Linked DNA regions of Zea mays: regions 1 and 3 are each linked to region 2. A link is a contact called in public Hi-C data. All regions are on one chromosome and are shown on one strand. Each heading gives the region's core, a stretch centred on a gene start, on an enhancer-like site or on the middle of the called end of the contact. The rest is flanking DNA. Distances are from core to core; before and after follow the strand shown. Region 1 holds the start of LOC100285224 (heterogeneous nuclear ribonucleoprotein 27C). Region 2 holds the start of LOC103650756 (crossover junction endonuclease MUS81). Region 3 holds the start of LOC103650758 (protein JINGUBANG).

Region 1 (2,700 bases), core at 63-2,562, 250 kb after region 2:
ACTGTAGCGGGTTTTCGGAAGCTAGTGGAACTTTGTAAAGGCCTCGTAGTGGATCCCCAGCCATTCACCTCGGTAGTGTCTAAGGGCCTAGCTAACCCTGGCGACATGGGATACACGACTTGTGGGTAAATGGTACAACCTCTGCAGAGTGTAAAACTGGTATACTAGCCGAGCTCACGGTCACGAGCAGCTCAGGACTCTCTGATGATTAATTTATGGAACCTAAATTCAATTTTGTCATTTGCATATGCATGGGTTTATTATTAATTTGTTCTATTACTTTATTTAAGGTTTGGTATTTACTTACACTTAGTAACTGCTAATAAAAGTTTGACCAACATTAAAAGCAATGCTCAGCTTTAACCATTCTCTTTGATAAGCCTTACACTCCATGAGCTCCCACCTTTGGTGAGTTCATGTCACATTATTCCCCACGACTTGTTGAGCGATGAACGTATGTGAGCTCACTCTTGCTGTCTCACACCCCCACAGGAGAAGAGCAGGTGGTTCAGGAGGAGCCACAAGGCGAGGAGTTTGATCTGATCTAGGTGGCGTTTCTCAGTTGACATTGGCGCCAACGATCCTTAGTTTGTTTTATCTTTATTATTTTATTTTGTAATAAGTCTTCCGCTATGTAATAAATACTCTGATGGTTTATGACATTTATCTCTATATACTCTGTTATTATATATGTTGTCTTCTTGGCGCATGTATGAGATGCATCTGGCTTTGTTCCTTAAAGCCGGGTGTGACAGTGCCGTGTGCTGAGCCGCCCGTCCGACAGTCGATGTGCAAGCGATCAACCTTCCTAACGAATGGAAATTCCTGAATGGGATAGTCACAAAACCCTAACGGACAGAAATTCCTGAATGGAGAAAGCATGGTGGAAGATGGTAGGTAATACCTCTAGCGAGCAGCAAGTGGGGATGGAGGCGCACGCCGCCGTGTCTTTTCCCCCAAACAGTTCTTTATATGAAGGTCTAGAATGCTCCTGAAGATAGAGTCCAACAACCGACCATATACGAAGAAGGCTCGCGGTGATGAGTTGTTTCCGTGGTCGTCGAAATAAAATCTTGCGGCTGAGATAAGGCAGGATGACGTGGAACAACCACAAGCAAGATATGCTCCCACGGTTAATATATATAGAATAGAAAATAGCTGAAACATTTTTTTTTTCCAATGTCGCTATATCACCCTGGAACAAGCAGACCTGGCTTTAATGGGCCTCCGTTTGACCGACTGGGCCTGCAAGAGCCTATCTACGGCGATGACGACTGAAGCGGAACGGCGCGGATCCAAAGCTATTGCCCAGCCCTGGAGTCTGACGACCTCGTTTCCCTGCTGTCTCGCCTCTCTTTCGGTTCTCACGGCGACGACTGGGCGAGCGCCGCCTCCCCTCCCTCGCTCCGTGAGGTCCTCGCCGGCGACGAGTGCCGCCGCCCGTTTCCATGTTTTTTCCGCCGATTAGTGTCCACCAGGTACGCCTCTGTCACTCTCCCCTTCCCTTCCTGCTGCGCGGAACTGAAGACCCCAAACCCTAATGCGAGTTATCTCTATTCGGATCTGCCCCAATTGCGAGTATACACATGGCGCCTGCTAACTTCGAGTTTTCGCAAACTTATCGGGTGTACACGTGTCCTATGCTGTGTCCGCCCCTTGCTACTACAACGTGTTTATGATTCTGGCGCGGCTAATTTTCTAAAAAAATAAAATAAAATTGGGGTCTCAGTTCCACTTCCATCCCCCATGCTCCATGCCAAGCCTTCCATGACAGAGGTTGTTGGTTGTGTTGGCACGGGTGACTCATCCGGAATTGGGATTTTGCCCTGGGGGATAGTTTCTGAAAACTATCTGCGTTTAGTGTAAGAACTATGTGCTTAGGTCCTGAGAGATCAATTTGGCCTTGGGCATGAGCCCAAAATCTGCGGACCATGACACTGTATGGCCATCACCCACTTGACTTATTGTTGGATATTAACTAGCTTTATTATCTCAGTGGAGCTGGATAGAGAGATAGGTTCCAGTGCCAGGCAATACAATGTTTCTGCTTCAGAGCAGCATATATTTCGTAGACATTATCAATATTACCGCTGTTCTCTCCCTTTGCATTATGATTTTGTTGCCATCGTTTATTGTATACCCAGTTAACCATCATTGAACAGCATTTATATTATTGCTCATTTTCTGTTTCGTCCCCAGCTGTCGAGCTCAGATACACATCCTGCTTATCCAGCTGTTATTTGAATCTTATATCTTGCCATTGACTGGTTATGTGGCCATGAGACACTTTTACTAAATCATACCAACTTTCAGATCTAGTGAAGGCTGGTAACTTGACGCAAGGTGTTCAAGAAATTTAAGCCACACACTCTTCATCATAGGCCCAGGCAATATTTGTGTTAATCTCAGGGACCTCCAGTAGATTGCTGAGAGTTATCCTTGATACAGGGGAATATAGACACAGAATTTTTTGAACATTGATCTGTAGCCAGTGCTGCAATGGCTACAAAGCTTGTGGTAACTTACCAACTCTTCTTTCCTTTGTAAGATTCTATACATGAATGCCACACTTGAGGGATAATGAGGATGCACAATTAATGCACCTAGGTTCTCGGTATCCCCTGGGATGTTGACACTGAAGGGTTACGAGAGTACATGGCCAAGTTTGGACCCCTAGATGATTGTGTCGTCATGAAGGTT
Region 2 (2,700 bases), core at 168-2,667:
GGCATAGCCAGTATACAATTGTTCATTGATACAACATCCTTGTCTAGCATATTGAAGTCAGTAGAACCCTGGGACAAAAAAATCAGCATATTGCAATTGAAAGTTGTAAAAGGGACAGTACTGTGCAGCACATGGTTTATCCATAAAAAGAATCAAACATACCGTTTTACCAGATGGTTGCAGCTCCAATGTTCCTTGGGATGAAGAAAACTGAGCATTCTGACAATTTAAGTTGGAAGGAGGTCCCTTGCCTTCAAAAGAAGTATTGGAATTAAATAAAAATCATAATGCTTTTTTTATGAATATTATAGCAAGCATAATGCTACCAAGAGAAGCAGAAGCAGCAGTTTTCTTCTTTGTCACACAGCACTTTGGTACTCTTGTTTTCTTTCCTATTAGAATAAACAACACCATTTCAGATTTCACAGAAAAGATAATTGGTGTGGAAAAGGAAAGATTTTGAAACAGCAGACAGTTAAGCATGAAAATCGTTACCATACTCTCCAGCTACATTACCTTTCGCTGGAGAATCCTGCTTGGACTCTGCAAAGAAGCCTTTCATACAGCGTATGAGCCATGGTCCTACACCACTGCACACAGTGATAGAGTATTAGAAACATCCAGCTATGTAAATCAAAATTATTCAAAAAGTCCAGAACTGTATTACTACCAAATAGTAGGTTGCGTATTTCTTTCATGAAAAAAAAAACTCTAGAATCATAGTGCACATTGCGGCTTGTAGGCTAACAAAAGCTACAGAATTGATTAGCAATGCAAACACAAGTTTCTGATATTAGCCCAAGATATGAAAACAATCCCAATTCCTGAAATGTTACTAAAAACACAGCTTTTTAGATCCGGTTCCTATCCAACTACAGCTCAAAATAAGACAATTCCAATTCCCACCAACAATAACCGCACAAAAAAAATTCAATCGAACTCCTCTCTCAGTGTAGCATTTACCCCAGCAACGGACAAAAAAAGAATGGATTGGAGAGGTAGGAGGAAAGAATTAGTACTTGATTTTGGAGAACTCCTTGAGAGTCCGGATGGGCTCATTGGCGGCGCAGACATTGCGGTAGGCTTTGGCGAACGTGCGGTCCAGGTGCTCCTTGAAACCGGCCGGCTGCTCCCTCATAGACAGCCGCTTCTCGTGGAGGCAGCGAGCCACCTCCTCGTTCTCCGGGATCCGCACCTTGAGCTGCATCAACGCCGGCGCCGGCGCCGCCATCTCTGAGAGGTTTTGGAGCTCGGAGAGGGGGGCTGCTGCTGGATCGGGGGTGCTAGGGTTTGGGGTGGAGGGGTGACCCGTGGCCGTAGCCGTGGCCGGGTGGGGAAGAACAGGTCACCGTTGAAATGGTTCGAAGCTCGAACTGATTTGAATTTTGCGGTCGGGACTCACGATGCATGTGATCTTCGCAAGCTGGCTTGGGCTGGGCTGTCCATCTAGAAGGGCAATCCTTAGTGGGCTTTAGTTCGACTCCAAGCCTGCTCGCCCACTCGTTAATAACCGTTGTTCAAATTTTCTCCCCCGTTCACCCCGCCGCGTGCTCGCTTCTCTCTTCTCTCTTCTCTCTCAGCCGAGCTCCCTCTCTCCGCGATTGGCGACGACTGAGGAGCGGGCAGAATTCAAAAAAAAAAAAAAAAAAGAGTGGGCGACCGCCGCCGCCGCCCAACGCCAGGTGCCCGGGCCGCTTTCGCCAGCAACGAGCACCCACCAGGTACGCCCGCCGTTTTTTCTCCCCTTACTACTGTGCGAAACCGAGCATCCAAATTCCAAACCCTAACGGCTAGTTGTAATCGGATCTGATCTATCTACAAGCATCTTCTGCCGACTAACTTCGATTTTGCAAAGATTATTGCGCCTGCTGGGTACGAGATGGGGATAGAGGATTACCATGTCATCGACCTCGTCGGGGAGGGCTCCTTCGGCAAGGTTTACAAGGGCAGGCGCAAGTACACTCGGCAGGTCAGCGTCTCCCCATCTTCTGTCCTGGGCCCGCTGGATTTGGGCCCATCTGATGATTAGATGAACTCCCTTTGTGTGGTTTCGACTTCATAGAGTTTGTTTTCTCCTGTTTTGCTTCTGTTTCAGACGGTCGCCATGAAGTTCATTCTTAAGCACGGGAAGACCGATAAGGATATCCACAACCTTAGGCAGGAGATTGAGGTAAACCATTTCTATTTCTACATGTACTTCGGGTTTGGGTATTTTGTTGTTATTAAACAAAGAATTGGGAGTGGCTACAAAAATTATAATTCTGATGTGGTGTCCGCTACGATTCGGTTGTGCTTGTCAAATTAGCATTATTAGGCAATGGCGCTCCTTATCTCATTATACCATTTCACTTCTTGATGTCATACACAATTCTGTAGATCCTAAGGAAACTCAAACATGAGAACATAATTGAAATGATCGATGCCTTTGAAACCCCTCAGGAGTTTTGTGTTGTCACAGAGTTTGCTCAGGTACACAAGAACTCAGTTTGATTACCTTGTCCTTTCTCATCTTTGACTGGTTTCAATTGTTTGCAGCTGGCTAACTCTAATGAAAATGCTTGTCTCAGGGAGAACTGTTTGAGGTGCTCGAGGATGATAAATGCCTTCCAGAAGAACAAGTTCAGGCAATTGCTAAGCAGCTGGTATGCACATCGCTCTGGCACCCTGCACAATAGCAGGCCAGTTGTTTTGGCCGTCCGT
Region 3 (2,700 bases), core at 14-2,513, 160 kb after region 2:
CGCTCTGACGGCGCCACAGGCCGATGGTCTTGTCGGCGGAGCCGGTGCAGAGCAGGTCCCTGGCGACGCAGAGGCACAGCACGGCGGCGTCGTGCGCCCTGACGTCGCACGCGAGGGTCCAGCGCGCGGCGGTCCTGCCGCCGAGGCGGTCCCAGGCGGCGACGTGGCCGTCGGAGCCCGCGGCGTAGAGCCGGCGGTCGTCGGCGGCGACGGCGAGCGCGTTCCACGAGACGCCGTCGCGGGCGACGAGGACGCCCTGGAGGAAATGCGACGCCTTCCCCTTCTCCCAGGCCTTGACGCGGCCGTCGGCGGAGGCGGAGTAGACGATGCCGGCGTCTGCGGCGACGGCGTTGACGGCGTCGTCGTGGGCGCGGATGGACTCGAGGCACCTGAGGTCGGCGACGCGCCAGACCTTGAGCGTGCGGTCCCAGGAGCCCGAGTAGAGGAGCGCGGCGTCGTGCACGGCGACGGCGAGGCAGGAGATGCTGTCGGCGTGCTCGATCCAGAGGCGGCGGTGGTGGGCGCGGCGCGCCGCCGTGGTGGCGGTGGTCTGCACGTAGCTGTCCTGGCGGAACACCCGGCCCAGGTAGTCCCTGGCGGTGGGCAGCGCGGCGACGAGCTTGAAGGCGTTCTCGGAGCGGCGGCCGCGGGAGACGCGCCAGACGCGGACGCGGCCGTCCTGGTGCGCGGAGAAGACGCGGCCGCCCGCGGCCGCCAGCGCCTTGACGGAGCCGCCGCTCTCGCCGTGGCCGAAGCGCGCGAAGCGCCGGAGGTCGGGCTGCTGCCACGCCACGACGTCGCCGGCCGTGGACGCGCTGAGCAGGAACTCCCCGCAGAGGGAGAGGCTGGAGACGGAGCCCGCGTGGTCCCGCAGCACCGCCAACGCCTTGCACGGCCCCGCCGGCGGGAAGGCGGACGGGGGTGAGGGGTCGGAGGAGTTGGAGGAGGAGAAGGAGGCGAAGGAGGAGGAGGAGGAGGAGGAGGAGGAGAAGGACGCCGTCAGGCACGCGGGCCGCGGGAGCAGCGGCGCCGACATGGCGTTGCGGTCCGCGTCCGGCATTGCCATCATGGTGAGGTAGGATGGGGGGAGGTTCCGCCGCTCCGGCACCGCACGCGCAGAGACGTTGGCTATAATAGTAGAGGGTGGTGGCTACGCCGCGGCGCTGGCTTTGGCGTTCGTTGGTTGGTTCGCAGACAGACAAGAGGGAGCGGGGGCGCGGGGCGCCGGACGCGGGCCGTTTTAAAAGTATAACCACAGGACGACGACCAGACAAGCAGTGGAATGCTGTTATTAAAAGCGGGTTGGGGTGGGGCCGGCGACGGACCGGAGAGGCGGTTCAACGGCTACTACTAGCTGGGTTGGGGCGAGGTTAGCTGCTTTGCTGCCAGTTGCCTCCTTTTTAACTGTCTTTTCTTTTCCTGCCCGAACGATCCATCATCATGCAGCAGAGCAGAGCACCACGGCACACGACTTCGTCTGTCCATGCAGAAAGCAGAGAGTTTAGGTTGGATCCAGAGCATTTCTGCGTGGCTATTTTTGGGCCGGATTCACAGATTTAAGGGTTACAGGTGAGGTGCTCACACCACACGCAAGCTAATTTTATGCTCTAGCTCTGTCCGACTGATGGAGTTCCCTTCAAGACTAGCCCTAATTCCTAGTGCGTTTTGCATTGTCTACTGAACAGCATGCAGCTCTACTGCGGCCACGGTCGCAGTGCGTTGACAGCCCCGGCCGCTGGCTTCGCAGAAGAGCGGCTAGCTTTGACGACGCACGCGATCGAGGCCGGTGCCGGAAAACAATTGGGGTACGGACGCGCTCTCTTTACGCTAATGCATGCGTTAGGTCGAAAAAGTTCCCCAAACATTGTAAGTATATACAGACGGCGGCAGTAGGGTGTTCGATCGACACGTGATTTATATGAGCATGGCTCGCGCGTGCATGAGAAGTCGAGAACGTGTATACAGAAAGATAGCTGCAAAAAAAATCAGACGGAAAGCCATGGATGATTTGACGCACAAACGTTATTAGCGTCAGCTAGCCGACCAGCACTATTCCATAGATTAGTTGCCAGTATTGCTTCGTTCTGAACCCCTAGATGCGTTGATTTCGTCTAAGTGTATGTTTGGTTGCCTACACCTGAAAGACGTGTGTTGCACGAGTGGATGTAAAACAAGCCATTTGGACGCCAATTACCTGCATCCGCTCGTACGGTGGAAACGTCCCTATCCGGTTACCCAGCTTCGCGCGAGCTTGATAGGAAGAGCACATCGATGACTTGTCAGTTTTTGGGAAGGTCTCTGGTGCCGTGGAGCTCTAAGAAACAAAATTTTGTTGCCCTATTGACCGTCTAGACCTAGTATGTTGCCGCAGGCCACTGTTGCACGTAAGTAGTTTGGTTGAGGTAAACCATTCGGTGCTTTGGCTACAATCTGAGCAAAGTCCCACTCCTATATGATAATGAGAGTGCAATCCTCTTGGCGGATAATCCCGTTGAACACAGCCGCACTAAGCACATAGACATCCGGCATCACTTTCTAAGAGACCACCAACAAAGGAAAGATATCGATATTTGCCATGTTAGCACCGATCACCAGCTAGCCGATATCTTCACCAAACCTTTAGATGAAAGAAGGTTTGGTGAGCAGCGTAGTGAGCTAAATGTCTTAGATTTGCGGAACTTGGATTGATCTATAACATAC

The links. A called contact is a pair of places that touch in the nucleus more often than the background predicts.
Region 1: a contact with region 2 is called in a Hi-C map of leaf, with 5 times the contacts expected there. The contact joins the promoter of LOC100285224 here to the promoter of LOC103650756 in region 2. A contact is called at or near these places in 10 of 25 Hi-C or Micro-C datasets (bundle sheath, ear, endosperm and 3 more) and 1 of 3 datasets of contacts at active chromatin or transcription factors (leaf).
Region 3: a contact with region 2 is called in a Hi-C map of leaf, with 2.2 times the contacts expected there. The contact joins the promoter of LOC103650758 here to the promoter of LOC103650756 in region 2. A contact is called at or near these places in 5 of 25 Hi-C or Micro-C datasets (bundle sheath, ear, endosperm and 2 more).

The regions. Positions count from the first base shown.
Region 1 is chr3:153,421,810-153,424,509 of Zm-B73-REFERENCE-NAM-5.0, forward strand. LOC100285224 (heterogeneous nuclear ribonucleoprotein 27C) reads left to right here and starts at 1,313. Exons shown (of 14, transcript NM_001291626.1): 1 at 1,313-1,478; 2 at 2,314-2,517; 3 at 2,608-2,697. The coding sequence starts at 2,500.
Region 2 is chr3:153,168,232-153,170,931 of Zm-B73-REFERENCE-NAM-5.0, forward strand. It overlaps LOC103650756 (crossover junction endonuclease MUS81), which reads right to left and starts at 1,418. Exons shown (of 11, transcript XM_008676327.3): 1 at 1,020-1,418; 2 at 517-590; 3 at 327-392; 4 at 163-251; 5 at 1-68. The coding sequence starts at 1,231. It overlaps LOC103650755 (serine/threonine-protein kinase TIO), which reads left to right and starts at 1,369. Exons shown (of 23, transcript XM_008676326.4): 1 at 1,369-1,721; 2 at 1,856-1,969; 3 at 2,096-2,170; 4 at 2,377-2,469; 5 at 2,568-2,642. The coding sequence starts at 1,880.
Region 3 is chr3:153,329,072-153,331,771 of Zm-B73-REFERENCE-NAM-5.0, forward strand. LOC103650758 (protein JINGUBANG) reads right to left here and starts at 1,264. Exons shown (of 1, transcript XM_008676329.4): 1 at 1-1,264. The coding sequence starts at 1,069.